Linked DNA regions of Mus musculus: regions 2 and 3 are each linked to region 1. A link is a contact called in public HiCAR-type and HiChIP or PLAC-seq data. All regions are on one chromosome and are shown on one strand. The core of a region is the stretch at or near the end of the contact, and the rest is flanking DNA. Distances in the headings are between cores, read along the strand shown.

Evidence for each region. HiCAR-type assays count read pairs that join an accessible place to other places. HiChIP or PLAC-seq counts read pairs in DNA pulled down with a chosen protein or histone mark.
Region 2: an H3K4me3 HiChIP or PLAC-seq map of embryonic forebrain shows a contact between it and region 1, with 4 times the contacts expected there. The contact joins the promoter of Skiv2l here to the promoter of Wiz in region 1. A contact is called at or near these places in 3 of 39 promoter capture datasets (hippocampal neurons, liver and pre-B cells), 1 of 115 datasets of contacts at active chromatin or transcription factors (embryonic forebrain) and 1 of 9 other capture datasets (pancreatic islet).
Region 3: a contact with region 1 is called in a HiCAR-type map of astrocytes, with 2.3 times the contacts expected there. The contact joins the promoter of Fkbpl here to the promoter of Wiz in region 1. A contact is called at or near these places in 3 of 39 promoter capture datasets (the C10 cell line, cranial neural crest and pre-B cells) and 1 of 115 datasets of contacts at active chromatin or transcription factors (astrocytes).

Annotation. Positions count from the first base shown.
Region 1 is chr17:32,386,196-32,389,314 of GRCm38.p6, reverse strand. Wiz (widely-interspaced zinc finger motifs) reads left to right here and starts at 1,498. Exons shown (of 11, transcript NM_001372227.1): 1 at 1,498-1,742. The coding sequence starts at 1,556.
Region 2 is chr17:34,848,624-34,851,742 of GRCm38.p6, reverse strand. It overlaps Skiv2l (superkiller viralicidic activity 2-like (S. cerevisiae)), which reads left to right and starts at 1,539. Exons shown (of 28, transcript NM_021337.2): 1 at 1,539-1,609; 2 at 1,744-1,847. The coding sequence starts at 1,588. Nelfe (negative elongation factor complex member E, Rdbp) reads right to left here and starts at 1,352. Exons shown (of 11, transcript NM_001045863.1): 1 at 1,155-1,352; 2 at 750-832. The coding sequence starts at 824.
Region 3 is chr17:34,643,113-34,646,231 of GRCm38.p6, reverse strand. Fkbpl (FK506 binding protein-like) reads right to left here and starts at 1,418. Exons shown (of 2, transcript NM_019873.3): 1 at 1,279-1,418; 2 at 1-987. The coding sequence starts at 972.

The DNA.
Region 1 (3,119 bases), core at 249-2,748:
CAGCGACGGCCCTATGAAGTAGGGGAGTTCCCGGCCAGCGACTACGCCTCCCCCGGTGAGGCTCGACCCAGCCCGGGAAGCTCGCGGACGGGGCGGAGCTGGAGCAGGGAGGGGAGGCCTGGGCCCGGTCGGGCCGGGCGGGACCCCCTGGGGCGGGGGAGGGGCGGGGCCTGCAGGGGCGGGGCCTGCAGGGGGCGGGGCTGTACAGGTGGGGGGAGGATCGGGGGTCTCGAGGCAGGTGTCTCCCCCCCCACCTCAGCTCGTCCCGCGGGGTCTCCCGCCCCGAGGTGCACGGGCGAAGGGCGCATCCTGGGGACCCTGGCTTCCCCGCAGGGTGCGTCCGCGCAGCGCCGCCCCTACCTCTGCGACCCCTGCGGGAGGTGGGGTAGGGAACGACCATCTGGACTGGAGCCCCCTCCCCAAGCTGCCAAAGTGCTCCGAAGTTGCGGTCCTGCCCGATCCCCGCCAGCAGTGCCTACCCGAGTGGGCACCCGCAGGTGCTTTCTCCAGGCCTGGGCAGGGACCCCTCCAGCCAAGACTGTCAACCCACCCTGTGTAGGGCCCCCCGGGAGCGCCCAGGCCCTCGAGGGCAACGCCTGCTACCAGGCCTGGAGCCCCGGCCCCGCCCCGGTTGCCTGGGCCGGGCCTCACCACCATCTCCCTGGGGAGAGCGCCTCATTCCTGCCCTTCACTTTCTGCTCTACCTTGAAGGTATTTATAGGTGGAGAGGACAATCGCCCTCCTCCCCCCCAGGGTCCTTATTTCTGAAACAGGAGCCCCATCGGTCCTTTTCATCCTCGGGCCAGAACAACCAATATCGGTGGAGGATGCAAGCAATACTATTGGAAGGTGGCAGGGTGGAGGAGCCCAGGCTTGGTATGCATGAGAGATCATGCTAAGAGAAGGGAAAGGGTTAATGGTGGGGTCACTTGAGCGTGTGGAGAGGCTAAGGGGTTAATAACCCTACATTCCTGGGTAGGGAGAAGGATGTGAATGTTGGAAAAGTGTAGGGGTAATTGATACGGGGCAACAGAAGTGAGTAAAGTATAAGGGCAAAGATGGGGGCCCTCGAGACCCTGCACTGGGGAGAGAGCGGGGACCCTGGAAACTGGAGGCATGGCTGTAGGTTATGCAGTCACAGGAAAGCAGCTGGACACGGTGAAGCTGTGAGTGAGCCATGGGAGGAATAGGTGGAGGTGGAAGGAGTGATGAGGGAGGGCTGAGGTGACTGAATGTGCGTGTGTAACTGTGGTGAATGGAGGCTGTGAAGAAGCTGGGGAAAGAGAACGCTTTAGTGTACTGAGACTCGCTCCCAGTAGAGGTGATTGGATTATAATAGGAGTGAATGGAACCTCAACACCACTTAACCCCTCACTTCAACTAAGAGACAAACTGAGGCCATAGGCTTTGAAGGAGAGGACTAGGGTTCTGAGAGAGGGGAGAACAAACAGAATTCTCTTCTTACTCTCTTAAGGTCTTCCTTGTCTTTGTCTCCAGGCCCACAATGTCCTGCTGAACCTGCCAGGTACTGAGTGAAGATTCACGGCTGGCACCCATGGAGGGGTTACTGGCAGGTGGCCTGGCTGCCCCGGATCATCCTCGAGGCCCCGCTCCAAGAGAGGACATCGAGAGTGGGGCTGAGGCTGCTGAGGGGGAAGGTGATATCTTTCCATCTTCTCATTACCTGCCAATCACCAAAGAAGGCCCTCGAGACATTCTGGATGGCAGAAGTGGCATTTCTGGTAAGAGGGCTCTGTGGCCCTAAAGAAGCTTCCCACTTGGTCCCCCAGGCCCAGAGAGAGTCAGGTCACCCCACCCAGCAGGGGCTGAGTTGCAATTGGAATTCTGTTCGATGCACATAGCCTCCTTTAGTGCTCCACGTACCGCTTTTCAGTTTGCCCTTATGAAAACAGATGTCTTGGGAGCCCATGACTGGATGTAAGAAACTGGGATTCATACTTGTAGTGTCCTGGCTTTCCTCTCTAAGCTGGACACCAGCTGTATCCAAATCCCATGTCAGTACCCTGAGCTCTTTGCCCAAAGCCCACTTGTTCCTTCTTGCAGTCTTGATGGAGTGGAGCTCCTGAGCGAGTGCCCTCTAGTGGTAAGGTAAAGTCTGGGGAGATTCGAGTTGCCTCTTTCCATCTTGATTTACCCCATACAAGGCTAGCTCACACTGTCCCCACCTCACAATTTGTTGTTCGTTTATTAAACACTGAGCACCTGCTGTGCCACTTTCTGTTCTGGGTGCTGGGGAAATAATCATAAAGAGACAAAAGTCCCTGTCCTCCAGGGGTTGGCATTCCAGAAGGGAAGGTGGACAAGGAACGACTGAGCAGATGTCATAAGGGCAGGTTATGCAGGCTATGCAGATATTAAACTGAGTGCCAGGACCATGGCTGGGCGCTCCAGGAAAAGCCACCTGACACAGTGGTGTTTGAGGCACAGCACAGAATGAGTGGTGGGACGTGCCCAGCAGGTGGCGGGACAGCATGGGCAAAGGCCCTGCAGAGGGGAGGAGCCTGGTATGTTTAAGGACTTAACAGGAATCTGGTGTGGCTGGTCCCCCAAAACTTGGCCTTCTAATAAATTCCGAGCACCTCTTCTGTGGTTCCTACATGCCAAGTTCTTTGTCTTCTCAATTCACATCATACTTAGAACCTTTGTCGGAAGAGCCTCCGTTATTTAGTATCTCATGTTAGGAATGGGAAATTCAAAACCCTGAGGGGTGAAGTCAGTAGTGTGGCCTTACACCCCTCTTCCTTCTTTGTTTTATTCTGTTCTTTATAGAACTGGGGATTGCACGTAGGCCCTTGCACATACTCTGCAAAAGCTGTTCCATTGAGTTCTGCCCCAGCCCTCCTCTTTAGTTTTTTGGGTTTTTTGTTTTTTGGTTTGTTTGGTTTTTTTGTTTGTTTGTTTGGTTGGTTGGTTGGTTTTTTTTTTTTTTTTTTTTTTTTTTTTTTTTTTTTTTTTTTGAGACAGGGTTTCTGTGTAGTCCTGGCTGTCCTGGAACTCACTTTGTAGACCAGGCTGGCCTCGAACTCAGAAATCCGCCTGCCTCTGCCTCACGAGTGCTGGGACTAAAGGCGTGAACTACCATGCCCGGCCCTCTTTAG
Region 2 (3,119 bases), core at 290-2,789, 2.5 Mb before region 1:
TTTTCAATGGATCAGGTGTGCCTTCAAAACAGCAAAGCCAGACCCTGTCAATGAGAAATTACTCAGAGGTTTCACTAGTAAGGAGAGTGCTGAGGACGGTGTTGTGCACCTAGAGTTCCACTTCCTGAGAGAAGCTTAGGGAGGAAGATACCAGGAGCCCAGGAGTTGAAAAAACAAAACAAAACAAAACAAAACAACCCACCCAACCCGGCCACATACTGAGATCCTTGCCAGGGGTAGTGGTAGGGGACAAAGTGGAAGAGGAACTTAGAAACCATCGACAGACTTGACAAATGTTTTGCTGTGTAAATAGTACAGAAGCCAGAGGTGAGGCAGAGCCATTCCAGGCTACCCAAAGCCACATATTTTCAATCCAGCCTGGGCTAAGTGTGAGACCCTGTCTGAGGTGGAGTGGTGTGTCAGAGATGAGAGATTTTAAGGCCTATTAAATGCAGTTGGTTATCTAAAAGCGAAGGGAGGGAGGTAGAGCAGACAGGAGGAGCACATTTACTTGGGCATTTGATGGTTCACAAGGCTCTGGGTGGTACTGAAGCCACAGGGACGATGATAATTCCATTGGGGATGACCAGAGAAGAGGGAGGGTTCAAATAAGACTGGACGATGCTGCCAAAGCTCCACTGAGAGGTCCCCTTCCGGTAGGAGGCAGGAGGACTCCCATGGCCTTACAGTCAGCCCAGGTGTCCCCAGAGTCTGGAGAAGCCGGGCCACCACGCTTAACTAACTCCTACCTTCTTCTTGAGTTTGTTGAACTTCTTCTGCAGTGCCTCTTCCTCTTCACTCAGCCCCGGAGGTATCACCAACATGTTGGCTCCTGGTTCAAGGGCAGAACCCAAGACATCATTCTCTACTGTCACCATTCAAAATTCACACGTCGTCCAACTTGCGTCCATCCTGTATGCACCCCAACCTCCAGGCCCGCCTACTCCAGCCTCTGGCCTTTCCCTAACCCCTCGTTCCTCCGAGGCTGCTTGTCCAGCCTCCTGTTTATGGTAATCAACCGGCATTCCCGCCTATGTCCAAGGTCCAGACACTAGAGCCTTGGGGTACCTCAGCCCGGAGAAGGGAAAGCACTCCCTGCGACGCCAAGGCGATGGCTCCCGACCCCCATGCCCAATGGGGTTAGGTCAGCCAACCTCGGGGTCCGATGGGCAGAGAAGGCGGCCGGGCCCGCGTAGCGCTATCTGGGCAACCAGAGGAGGAGGAAGAAGAACCAGGGGCCGCGCGGGGAAGGCGCGAAAGATGTGAGACGAAGCCCTCACCTGAGGGGGCGGCGCCCGGGCCCGCGGTCTCCGGCGCCGCCGCGCGGGCTACTGCGCGCTGGCTCGCGGCGATGACGTAAAGGGGCGGGACACGCGGTAACCAAGGCGGCGAGTCGCAGTGACTTCCGCCCGGCCTTGCCCGGCTCCGAGTCAGGCTTCGGCGCCGCTCTCGCCCACGCTCCCGGCGGGGAGTGGTGGAGGAGGGGGCGTGTCGGAAGTAATTTCAACTTCCGCCCTTCTCGGGGCGGGGCCGGCTCCGTGGTTACTCTGAGTTTCCGGGCTGCTCGGGAGCTGCCGCGGCTCCAGGATGATGGAGACGGAGCGACTCGGTGAGGGGGAGGGGAGGAGAGTGGACGGGAGAGGAGAGGAGAGGAGGGGAGGGGAGGGAGGGGGGTCCGCGGAAAGGACTAGTTAGTAGACAGGAATGACTTGTGGCTTTTAACCTGTGACCTTTCCCTTGTAGTTCTGCCTCCCCTAGATCCCCTGAACTTACCCCTTCGAGCTCTGGAAGTGGGGTGCACTGGCCGTTGGGAGCTGCTGAACGTGCCAGGGCCTCCAGAGAGCACTGTGAGTGACTTTTGACCCTCACCTTTGACCTATGAGCCTAAAAGAAATTCCACCCTGCTCACAGGAGGATGTAGCTTGACACTGTCATCTTGGCCTCCGGCTCATGCTGGACAGATCCCACTCTACTGGAACTCCAGTAGGTCGGAGCGGGGAGTGCTGGAGACGCGAGCTCTCAGAGCTGCCCCTTCACCTGTATCTTTCCTCCTAGGAGGTTCCTTCTCTCTGCATAGCTCAGAGCACTTGGCTCTTTTAAACTGAAGCCTGGCGTGGCTCACACCCTTATTCCCAGCACTTGGGAGGTGGAGGCAGGCAGATCTCTTGAATTGGAGGCCAGTTTGATCTACATACCAAGTTCTAGGCCAGCCAGGGCTATGTAGTGAGATCTCATCCCCAAAACAGAAAGAAAAGAAGCAGAAAATTTAAGACTGGCAGAATGACTTATTAGCCCAGAGATTCTCCACCTTTGATTCACTACCCATTTGAGGGTGGAATGACCCTTTGACAGGGGTCACATCACATATCAGATATCCTGCACACCAGACATTTACATTAAGATTCATAACAGTAACAGAATTACAGTTAATAAGTAGCAACACAATTATTTTTCGGTTGTGGTCAGCACAACAGGAGAACCGGTGCATTAAAAGGTGGCAGCATTTGAGAAGGTTGAGAATCACTGGCTTAGCCTATTAAAGCGCTTGCCCATGCAAGTCTGATGAGACACACGTAAAGGCAGCGAGAGAGCCAGCTCCACAATGTGGTCTTCTGACTGCCATGTGTGCATGCGTGTACCCATGTCCACCCATTACACACAGACCTATACATACTAACACATACTACTACAAATAATAAGAATTCTAAAATGCGAATTCTCAGTTGAGCACATAGCTCACTTGGTATAGCGCTTGCTCAGCATACACAAAGCCCTGGTTTTGATCCCTGGCTCTGCATGATAGTCAGGTGTTGGTAGCTCATGCTTGTCACCCCCTCACTTGAGAGGGGGAGGGATATGTGTACACACACACACACACACATCAAGTTGGATGCAAACATGGGTTTCATGAGAGCCTCTCTCAAAATAAGAATGCAGATTGCTGTGTCTGGCCTCTGTGTGTCTGAAATCAGTGATTTACCTTAGTTGGTATCCTGGGACATCTACCATTGGATCTGAACACAAGTTCCATCGCCTCTTTTGTCTACACGCTATCCTTTATTAACCAACTTAAGGTTTCTTCTTTTTTTTTTTCTTCAATTTATTTATTTATTTTATAT
Region 3 (3,119 bases), core at 169-2,668, 2.3 Mb before region 1:
CAGCTCCTCTTTCGCTGCACGGTTTTTGGGATCTACTGCTAGCACTTTCTTGAAATCAGCAGTGGCTTTTTCCAAGTCCCCGAGGGCAGCCCGAGCAACCCCCCTTCGGTATAAGGCCTTTAAATGGCCCGGCTCCCGCTCCAGCACTCGGTCACAGCTCTGGGCTGCCAACTGGGGGTGTCCTAGCAGCAACTGGCAGGCAGCCAGATTGGCATAAAGGGTAGTTCGTTCGGGAGGGCCGGGTGGGGGCAACGTCAGCAGCAGTCGGAGAGCCCGTCCATAGCATCGGGCAGCCCCTTGAGGGTTCCCAGCTCGAAACAGTTCTGTACCCCTTCTGTGTTCTTCTTTGGCCAGAGCCTCCTTCTCCATAGCCTCCATCTCCCAGGAGTCCCGGCCATTGGTGAAGGAATCCAGTCTGAGTTTAGCAAGAGGTGCAGAGGATCCAGGAAGGTGAATCTTTGCCTCCTCACCTTGACGCATAGACTCCAGGCATTTTTCCATGAGTTCCCCCCACATTTTTTCCCTCCATTGTCCTATGCCTATGGTTAGTTCTGTCCAGCCCTCTGGCATCCCAGATCCAAAAGGAAATCCCAAAGCCAACACTTGGCATTTGGAGCCTAGCTTGGGTTTGTCTAAGCCATGGCCAGGGACTATGATCTTCTTTACAAAACTCCCATCAGGACAGTACCAAAGATCAGAAGCTTGGAGGTGCTCTGCCATCTCATTGGTTGAGACTTGAAATTGATCAGAGTCACCTTCAAATCCAGCCACGGGATGTTCAATCTCTTGAGTCTCTACAATTTGATTGGCTGGATCCGGTCTCACTCCCACCTTCAGGGCTTCAGGGAGAAGACCTGGGGACCGCTGCCTAAACGGAATGGCTGTATTTAAGATTTGCTGGGCGTTCTCTTCCCGCTGCTGCGGCTGAGCGGTGTTCTTCTCGTTCATTGGGCTGATAGGTGAGGTCTCCATTGGATCTCCTGATCCCTTCCACAACAGATAAAGGAAAGAACAGTTTAGTCTGGAAAGTGATGGGTCAAGTGTAGTTCAGACCTGAGCAGGTGAAAAAAACAAACAAACAAACAAACAAAAAACCGAAACCATGTAAATTCCAGAATTCCTAGTTAAGACTCCTCGTAGTGCTAAAAGTTTCTCCTTTTTTTCCCCCCTTCCCAAGCTAGAATCCACCCAGGTCTAGTTTAGAACTATAAATTCTGTAATTCCCCATGGTTCGGGTAGTCGCCCCAACTATGGGCACTTGACCGGGTCAAAAAGTACCTGAGAGACCAAGGAGCATAGCAGGACGGCCTAAGTCACAGTTGTTGCATTGTGTATGATGTTGAGGCCTGGAAGGGCAGCCTGGGAGCAGCTGAGAGTCTCTATCAGCTCTCGAGCCCTCAGAGACGGAGAAGCTAGTCCCTAACACGACGGCCAATCAGGAGCACGAAGAGGTTCCTTGTCCCGCCTCTATGGTGACGCCATTTCCCTAGCAACCGTGAAGCGCCATACCTTAGCAACCGGACTAGACCTAAGCAATAGAATTAGCCAAATCGAACCGAGGTTGACAAAGATCTGGCTGACTGGTTTAGTCAAAATGTAAAAAGGCCAGAAATGGGAAACTTGGGCTGAGGAAGAGAGAGCAGTGGTAGAGAGCTTTACCAAGCATGCGTAAAGACCCTAAGTTCGAGCTTCAGTTCAAATGTAAAGGCTGAGATTTTAGCTGCTTTCAGACCCTCCCCTGTTATTATACCCAAATTCAGAGATCTTAGCTGAAATCAACCCCTGTCCATTTTGGCTCATCCTTGATTGACTTTTGCCACATATCCATCATTGCCCTTCAACTGAGCCCCCTGATCCAGAATCGTAGTGTTTTTCAAACTCGAATGAGCATGTCCATCATGAGAAAATATATTAAATTGCAGACCTGGATTTCGAAACTCTCAGATGGAGCCTGCGATTCTTGGATAGTGCTCCAGCCCGCTAGCAGTGTGATCCCTCAGTGACCTCATTCCGCACCAGCTTAGTTTGTCCTATATATTTCGTGTGTAACTGGTATCCCATGCTCCAGTGAGAGGAGCGGCAGAGAACAGCTCTCCTCCTCCCTACAGAAGGTGTAGATAGATCCCGTTTGTGACTCAGCCTTGCTGGGCAAACTGCCTGCACCGGCTGGACCAGCACAGTTCTTCCGGGAACGAGAACCCCTTATTATCTAAGCACCTTACTTTGGCATATGTTGTTCTTGGTGTTATTGACAGGGTCATGTGTATCCCTTGCTGGCCTGGAACTCTATGTAGAAGAGGATGCTGGGACCACGGGCATGCCCCACTGTGCCTGATTTATGTGGTACTGTGGATCACACCCAGAGCTTCATTGATGATACAGGGTAAAAGAAATACTGACAAGCTTTACACTGATTAGAATATAAAAAGAATACGTGTACTAACAAACGTCCTCGGAGATATTAAATAAATAATTAAACCAAGAGGCTCTGACCCAACTCTTACTTAAACATACATAGCCTACAAACGAGCTTTGCGTAGCAGTTTAGGAAGACAAGTAAATAGTTACACACCTGAATTCATTGAAATCTAAGTGTCTTTTGCCCTTTGGAGCCACTTGTTTGTCGGAAACTCTCCTCTTACCAGGCTTTGCTAACCTGCCTTGGAAAAGTGACCTTGGGCTTCAACTTGCTCAGAAAGTGAAGTTGGTTTAAGGATAATAGAAACTGCTGGGCTTCCTAATGACACAGAAAAGTGTAGCCAGGAGATCAGGAAGGCTGCCATCTGCCTTTGTAAATCTGCTTGACTGCCCAGAGAATGTAATTCAGGGGTAACCAAACCCCCAGTTTCTGCTTTTGTAACACTTGCTGTATACCCCCCCCCAAGAAAAACAAACAAACAAACCCAAAAACGTAATTTGGGATAGCAATTTAAAAGACACCTGTAAGCCAGGCGTGATAGCACATGGTTTTAATCCCAGAAATCAGGAGGCAGAGGCAGATAGATCTCTGTGAGTTTGAAGCCAGCCTGGTCTACAAATCAACTCCCAGGATAGCCAGGACTGTTACACAGAGAAATCCTGTTTCGGAAAAACAAACAACAAAAAAGGTAAAACAAAAC